Linked DNA regions of Bos taurus: region 2 is linked to region 1. Evidence: chromatin contacts called from public Hi-C data. All regions are on one chromosome and are shown on one strand. Each heading gives the region's core, a stretch centred on a gene start, on an enhancer-like site or on the middle of the called end of the contact. The rest is flanking DNA. Distances are from core to core; before and after follow the strand shown. Region 1 has its middle 130 kb from the start of KRAS. Region 2 holds the start of ETFRF1 (electron transfer flavoprotein regulatory factor 1).

Region 1 (4,062 bases), core at 946-3,445:
ACTGGGTCTCATATTCACAGTGGTCTAAGGCTTTCCAGCCAAGATGAGATAGAAACAGTCTTCAACCTCTATCAGATTCCTGGCTTTCAAATCACTTGTTTCTGTTTAAAAAATTATAATTATATACAGAGGTATAATCTTCTTCCCCTTACTTTTCCGCCTTTGAATTTCCCTTCCCAGACACTAATCACAATCTGCCAGTCTTCTTTCCCTTCCCTGGCTCTCTCCCCAACCTAGATGACTATCATGGGGGGTAAGGCAACCAATGGGAAAAGCAAGGACAGGACTCATCCAACCTTGAATGAGACTACAGACTAATGCTGAACATGGCCCCACTCTTAATTTACAAGGTAACTCACTCAGTTCTTTAGACCTGGCATTATCCCATGACCTGAGCTAGGAATGAAGTGATATATAAAGTTTAATCATTAAACGACCTTATAAGACACTGTTGCAAACAGGGAGCAATGAGAAAATTGGCTTAAACAGTTTGGAGGAGCAGTTTTACTGGAGTTCTTACTCCAGGAGATTAAACATGTCACCTGAGAACCACCATGTTTAACCAGAACTAGGTTTATTGTAGTTGACTGACAACAGGGGTGAACGAAGGCTCTCGCTTGCCTTCTTGCTGTGAACTGAGGTGAGCCTGGAAGGTGCCCCGATCAAAGCCAGCTCCCTGCCCCCACAGACTGTGCAGGCTTTGGCGTCAGACTGCACGGGTCCCATCCGCAGAAGACACACTGATTCTCAGAATCTGTTTCTTTATCTGCAAAATGCGGCTCACAGTACTCACCCCATCCAGTTATTGTGAGAATTAAATGAGATAGCCTGCCAAAGCACTCAGGACCCAGCAGGAACGATCATCTTTGGCTGCTGTCACCAATCTTTTTTGAGCTAAGCTCGGCTCACCGATGGAGTGGGCCGTGAGCCCAGGAGAACTGGTTACTGCGGTTACCTTGTGATGACCCTGAGCCAGGAATGAGGGAGCAGGTGAGGTCAGCGCCAAACTCCTCAATGTCTTCCAAGAGACAGAATGTACTAATGGACGCTATTCTCCTGCTGCGTGTCTGTCCTCAAGAGATTTCTAAGAAGCAGTGGCAAGGCCTCAGGAGCTAGGTCCCTGGCAGAGAGCAAGTTTCTGGTGACCACGGCACTCAATATCGAGAAAACAAAACCCCTGATAAGGTGCGGAGAAACTGTCAGGTTCTGCACATGGCTGGAACCCTTGGTGACTCCCTGGGAACCCCCTCCCCCCACCACCTGCTTTCCTCTGATGGACTTCAGCTCGCGCTAAGCTAAGGACAGCAGGGGACACTTGGTGCGCTTCCCTGGCCCCTCCCTCCTGGATTTCAGGACGTCCAGCTAAGCGCGGGGCTATCTTTAAAAGGAATTAGTCGTGGCTCCTATATAGCCCGCTGGTGAGGGCAACGTGGGACGGCCCAGGCCAGGAATTCCCCGAGCGCCCCCAACGCCTGCCCTCCGCTGGAGAGCCCGCAGCGCCTCTCCCGGGGCAGCACCCCGGGCCCGCAGAACCCCTCCGAGGAGAAACAACCAGCTCTGCAGATGCAGCCCTTGCAGTTTGGGTCTCTTCTCTCCTCTGACGTAATGTCAGTTTCCTGCTTTCGCACTGCAGTGTGCAGCTCGCTGGCCGGTAAGTCTGAGGATCAATGGATTGAACGCCAAGATAATCACCACCACTATCCTGCAGTTTATTTTCCACGAATACACCCCGCCCCCAAATTCCACGACTTTTGGCTTTTCAGGCGGTATTGTTCTCCCCTCCCCCCAGGAAGGCCGCCTCTACACACAGCCCAACACCAGGAAACAGGCGTCGGTTTGTGGCTCAAATGTGGGGCCGGGGCGGGGTCGGCTCAAACCTTCTCTGCACCCCCACCCCCATCTCCACCCCGTGCTTTGAGATGCCAAATCCCTAGCTTTGTTTTCAGCAAAACTATGGTCGGAGCGGCAGCATTTCCTCCCCTTCTCCAGAAACCGAGCTGGGAAGTGGGTAAAAACTATTTACTACGGAACGTGCTACGACGCTTCTCCACGCCCCACACCCCCACAGGGAAAGGACCGGCAGCGACCGCCCCGCCACCTCACTCGCGCCGGGCCAACTGCAGCTCCGCGGCCGCTGCCACCGCCCAGCCGAGCCCGGGGAGACTCCCAAGGGCTCTTTAAATACGATCTATAAATACTACAGGCGCTCGGCGCGCGCGTCACGGCAAAACCGGCCTCCGATTGGCTGTCGTAACCCCGCTATTTGCATAGCCGGATTGCTCAACCGGGCGGCGACCTCAGCCGAGCGTGCCCCTCCCCCGCAGCGGGCGCGAGGGCCGCTCGGGGCCGGCGGGCGGGGACCGCTGGGTGGCGGCCGCGCGGCTTCGCGACGAGTGCGAAGCGGTGGTGGCGACGTCCAGAGTGACTTGAACTCCGGAACATTTCGAGTCTTGAGTCATGCGGCGGTCTTCCGGGAGGCCGGCCGCCTCCCAGAAGGATCAACTTTGCGCACCCGAAGGCCGGCGCCTTTAGACCGGGTCATTTTGCTTTTCAAACACAGAAAGAAAAAGTTTGAAGGGTTTCACCCGAACAGATGCGCTGGGTGGCTCGCGGAGGCATCACGTGAGACCTTGGACACGCAGCCAGAGCCCTGTCCAATGACTTGCGTCTTGGGGTGTTCAAAAAAGGCTTTTTGCATGATCACTAGTCAGACCTCGTTAGTTTGAAAACCAAACCAGGAGTGTTCTGGAAATGAAAGAGGTTTAAAGCTAAGTTTTCAAAAAAAAAAAAAAAAAAAACACCAAACACCCATTCATCGATAAGAAGCTAGGGGGAAAGATTCTCTTGTAAAAACTCAAAATGTTCAGCTACTTGGCCCTGGCCGGAGCTGGTTGCCTCTGGGGAGGCGGATAGTGGCAGAGAGGGTCAGGAGGGTGGGGAAAGACCACGCTTTGGAATCCGGGAAGCAATCCGACGTTGCGGAGAATATTGGCACTCGGGATTCTGTTGAGAAGATGCTATTGATCGCGGGAGATAAATGTAGATAAATAAGCAGATATTGTTTTATATTAGTATTCAGATGTTATGAAAATAGTTTTATCTTCAGGATGTAATCTGAGAATAGGAACTGTGGCTGCCGATTGTTCCAAACATTCTAGGTAAAATCTACAGCATAGTAAATTCCTTACTTTTGAATGTGATAAATACGATGACTTTCAGTTTCCTCATTTTGTTTTAAAATGCCCTGCCTTTAAAGTGCAGAAAGCACATGGTAAGGGTCCAAGTCTTCCCGTAACAGTATCCTGAGAAGACGCTAGAAGTGTATGTTGGTGTCTTACACCGAGTCGGTCCTCAGAAAATGTTAGTGATGTGAATCAAATACGTTCATTAGAAGAAACTAAGCATTGATCAAAAATCTAAGGTCTCATTCAATTATGTTTCATAAATGTCCTTTCCCCCTATATCAAACTCAAAACTCATAGGACTCTTGTTATTCTACAACACTCTTGTAACTTATGTTACTTGGATGCAGCGAGTATGTATCTAAAAGCTTTTTGAAAAAGAACTTCGGATTTTAACTGAAGAGCGCCCTCTGCTGCCAAACTGTTTATGGGCAACGCGCCTGAAAAGTGAAATGCTTGGGAGTATGCCCACCTAGTGACAGACTTTATTTTTGGGGGCTCCAAAATCACTGCAGATGATTGCAGCCATGAAATTAAAAGACGCTTACTCCTTGGAAGGAAGGTTATGACCAACCTAGATAGCATATTCAAAAGCAGAGATATTACTTTGCCAACAAAGGTCCGTCTAGTCAAGGCTATGGTTTTTCCAGTGGTCATGTATGGATGTGAGAGTTGGACTGTGAAGAAAGCTGAGCGCCGAAGATTTGATGCTTTTGAACTGTGGTGTTGGAGAAGACTCTTGAGAGTCCCTTGGACTGCAAGGACATCCAACCAGTCCATTCAAAAGGAGATCGGTCCTGGGTGTTCTTTGGAAGGAATGATGCTAAAGCTGAAACTCCAGTACTTTGGTCATGTCATAGAAAGATTTGACTCATTGGAA
Region 2 (4,062 bases), core at 596-3,095, 180 kb before region 1:
AAACAATAAATTTCTATTGGTGAAGCCAGTTAGTTTGTGGTATGTTGTTACTTGGCAGTCCTAGGAAACTAATACTTAGATCTGGAGTCCAGTCTGTTCCTGAAATCTGCACTTGAACTGGTATTCAAGGCTTGCATGCGTACTAAGTCGCTTCAGTAGTGTCCACCTCTTGTAACCCCATAGGCTATAACCTGCCAGACCTCTCTGTCCATGGGATTCTCCAGGTAGGAATTCTGGAGTGGGTTGCCATGCCCTCCTCCAGGGGCTCTTCCCCACCCAGGAATGGAACCTGTGGTTCTTATGTCTCCTGCATTGGCAGGCAAGTTCTTTACCACTAGAGCCGCCTGGCAAGTCCATTCCGGGCTTATTCCAATTTTCCAGAAGCCACATTTTGAGAAAGACTGCCAAAGGGATCTAAAAACAAGAGACTTGTGTACTGGTTGGAAAATAATAAATAGGTGCCTATTCCCTTAAGTTATCAGCAGCTTTAAGTCAGTTTAAAATCCATTTACTTTCTGTTCTTCCTGACATAAACGCTCTCCACACTCTGTTTCTTCTCATTACTTCCGGCAAATTCATCATACTTTAAAACACAGCTTGAAAAGCATTGCTCTGCTCTTCCCATCCCCCTTTCCTCTCCCGCCCTAATTTTAACATTCCCATCTTTGTGTTACTCCATCGTAGTCACTTCAATGATTACAGTTATAAAACTGTATTGTAATTAATTTGCTAAGTCTGTCTTCCATACAAGGGAGAGATTGTAATTATCACCTTTGTGTACTTCGTTTCAGTTTAGTGCCAAGCACAAAGAGTATGCTCCATATTTTCCCTTAATTAATGAATTAAATAATTAACTAATTACACTTTCCACTTTCATCTAGTTTTAATCACTGGAGAAGATGGAAATCACGTTTAAGAAAATGGGAAACGAGAACATGTTATAGCTACATGTTGGTCTGTGTTCCTGGAGAAGACATGACAGCTGAAGAGTGCAGAAAAACAAAACAAGAAGCTTTATCATACTTAAACACCAGGCAGGCTGCATACTCTGAATCACAAAACAATTCAAGTTTCCACAAAAGACCACACAAAACAACTTTTCAAAGCAGAGTAAACTGCAGCAGCTTTCAATTAATTGCTGAGGTGGCCAAAAAAAAAAAAAAAAACAAAACCTATGCATTTCCACCAAGCTGCAATTAAAAAAAAAAAAAAAAGCAATTTCACAGGAATGTCTATCACGACTAAGAGTAACTAAATTGAGACGAATATTTGAATTTAGCAGCAGCTGGAGATTAAAACATCAGCTGATCTGATTAAAACACCACAAACTGGCCATTCCCCATTTGCAGAAACCGGTCTGGACTCTCTCTTCGGTCCATCTGACCCCGAATGGAAGGCCATACTTCAGGAGAGGTCCATCCCCCCTAAGGATATGGGGTCTTTCCTAAACCGACTCGCTCTCCTCTAATAAAATATGACGGGCTCTTGCCATATCATTTAACACGGCGCAGGAGCATCAATGATCGCCCCTTGACCCTGCTCCCCTACGTTCCCTGCTCACCATGCTGATGCATACACGACCTCGGTAGTCGGCCAAGTGTGATCTCTGGGTTGTGTGGACAAACGCTCCCTCGTTGTCAGGACGACAAGCCCCGCCCACTGGCGCCCCAGGGCCGCTGCGGAGAGCCTCGCGTTTGGTTCGCGCAGTCGCGCTGGGGTTCTTCCGGACGGCGCCCTACCCACTTCCCTGACAGGTTGCTCCGCCCCACTACAGCCTGCCGCCCGCCTCGGTCGACAGCCTCCAGCGTTGGAGCTGAGGGTTGCGTTTACGGCTGCGGCGTGCCGGAAAGTGCGTGAGTGCCGCGCTGGGGAGTCTTATTTTGTTTTCCGGACGCTTCAGTCTGGAGGCGGTATGCTCTGGGCGAGGACCAACAGGTGTAGAAAAAGGGCTTGTGTGCGTCTTCCGACGTTGACAGCCCCTCTCCCTGTTTCCCTAGATTTGCTGGGGCGAATCTTTCTTTGCGGATTTCGAGAAGGAAGGGGGCCGCCGGCTACGCGACTGGGTCAAGTAGCTGACACCGGGTCGGCTTCCTGGGCCGTCACCGCTTAGACCAGCGGGGGGCCGGGCTCGATTGGCAGTTTAGAAAAAGAGGTAAATAAATTGGCTCCCAGAGGGTTGTTTATTTTTAAATGACCTTCAGATTCTTCTCCCTGCACCTGGTTGTTTATTACCTGAGCTATCAAGGTATATGCTGTTTTTTGGTGTTTGTTTTGTTTTGTTTTTTCAAGAGGAGCTCTAAACAAGAACTGGAAATAATTTGAAGCAGTTCCTGGTAACGTATTCCTTACTGGTGGAGGTCTCAGAGACCCAGCAAGACGCGCTAAATTCTGTGCCCAGAGTCAAGGTCACAGTGTACTAACCGGTAGCACAACCCTTCGAATGTCGGTCTACCAACATGAAGAAACTCTGGCAGCTTAGACCAACAGGAAAACTAGAAGAAATTAAGAGACTGAGAAATTAACCTTCCAAAGCGTATCTGAATTCCGTATGAATTTAGATCTAAACCCCGTTTAGGCTTAAACCCCATTTTAGCCTGACAAGACGTGAAATGCTTTAAAATTCTTGCCACCATTTCTCATCTGATTGTAATTTTATAATGCGCTGTCTCTTGCAATTTCGTTGACCAAAGGTATTATTAAATAAGTATTTCTGACTGAGCTAGTCTTTGTAGGTTAAAGTGTTATTCTCCCCACAGAAATCCAGATTGGTCATAGCTATGACATTTCACCTTCACATCCCTGGTAGCAAGATTAAAAACCTCTTAATGTCGACTTGATATAGAGTTCCGAAGCTGGTATGGAACTAAGCTTTTGTTTTTCAGTCAAACTACTAATGTTTACGATTACAGAACTTCAGTCAGCTCTGATGGGAGTAAGGAAGTGTGGATGGTAATCATAAATAATTTTGATATCATAGGATTTCAGGGGAGAGACTTGCTCAAGTTCTCTTTCCACCAAATTCCCCCCAGGGAGGAGGATTTGCTATGGATGTGTTAGAACATGCTAGACTGTGTTCTAGGCGACTGCTCTGCTATGAGATTATACCAGTGGGCTTATATAGTTCTCCTCTACTAGTCTTACAGCCTGCAAGAATAAGAAGGCCCATTTCCTCTGTTCACTTTTACCTCCAGACAGGTGCAGTTCCTAGCCCCTCTGAACATACATGACCATCTTCTTTCAACTCACTTTTATAATCTGGCTTCTAGGTAGGCCTCAACCAAGCAGAATACCAGCTTTGGGGGCAAAATCTCTTGCCACCTGACTCTCGGATTACATATCCTTTGGTGCAGCCAAGTGTGTTGGGATAAATTTTAGTGTGAAGCTTTTTAGGCTTAACTACTTTGGGGAAATGTGCTCCATCTGTTTGAGTCAAATCTGAACTTCATGGGGAAGAGTGATCAGTAATAGCTTTAGGCACGATGATGTTGTTGTTTAGTCACAAAGTCATGTCTTACTCTTTCGAAACCCCATGGACTGTAGCCCCGCCCATGCTCCTTTGTCCCTCGGATTTCCCAGAGGAGAATACTGGAGTTGGTTACCATTGCCTTCTCACTTAACCCAATACTGGAGTTGGTTAAGTCTTGGCCCACAAGTCATTGGGAAAGAGCTATCAATGTGGATTGTATGCCCACCCCCATCCAGGTTTCTTAGAATGATAAGGAACTTCTCACAGTCCCTAACTCTCATTTGGCTCTTTATAAAAACAGTAATTTCCATGACTTTATGCAGAGTTAAGGAGCAGCCCCAGGTCCCTGCTGCATTTAAATTTTTCACCAGTTCACCCAAGGAAACCTGTTTCTCCTAAAGGCTAAAGTAAACTTAAATGCCTAAAGGTCAGTATGCAGTAATAAAACATTTCCTCAGCTCATAAAAGTTAATATATCAAGGAATGGGACAAATTTATCTTGGTCACAGCAGCTACTTTTTTGCTGGGCAGGTCCTTTTTTATGCATAATTTGTTAAAAAAAAAAAAAACAGCTAAAGACAATTTAACCCACATTC

What was found. Hi-C and Micro-C count contacts between places; a contact is called where the count stands out from the background.
Region 2: a Hi-C map of liver shows a contact between it and region 1, with 4 times the contacts expected there. The contact joins the promoter of ETFRF1 here to the enhancer-like site in region 1. A contact is called at or near these places in 2 of 11 Hi-C or Micro-C datasets (liver and an unstated tissue).

Annotation. Positions count from the first base shown.
Region 1 is chr5:84,615,699-84,619,760 of ARS-UCD2.0, reverse strand. No RefSeq gene overlaps it. Among named protein-coding and RNA genes, the nearest start is that of KRAS, 130 kb to the left of the region's middle. Within about 2 kb of position 2,195, at least 94 of the 102 cell types and tissues checked have an H3K27ac peak or open chromatin away from gene starts, as enhancers often do. A contact at or near this core is called in liver, where this site is marked.
Region 2 is chr5:84,797,027-84,801,088 of ARS-UCD2.0, reverse strand. ETFRF1 (electron transfer flavoprotein regulatory factor 1) reads left to right here and starts at 1,845. Exons shown (of 3, transcript NM_001114860.2): 1 at 1,845-2,152. It overlaps DNAI7 (dynein axonemal intermediate chain 7), which reads right to left and starts at 1,617. Exons shown (of 15, transcript NM_001046282.2): 1 at 1,562-1,617. The coding sequence starts at 1,564.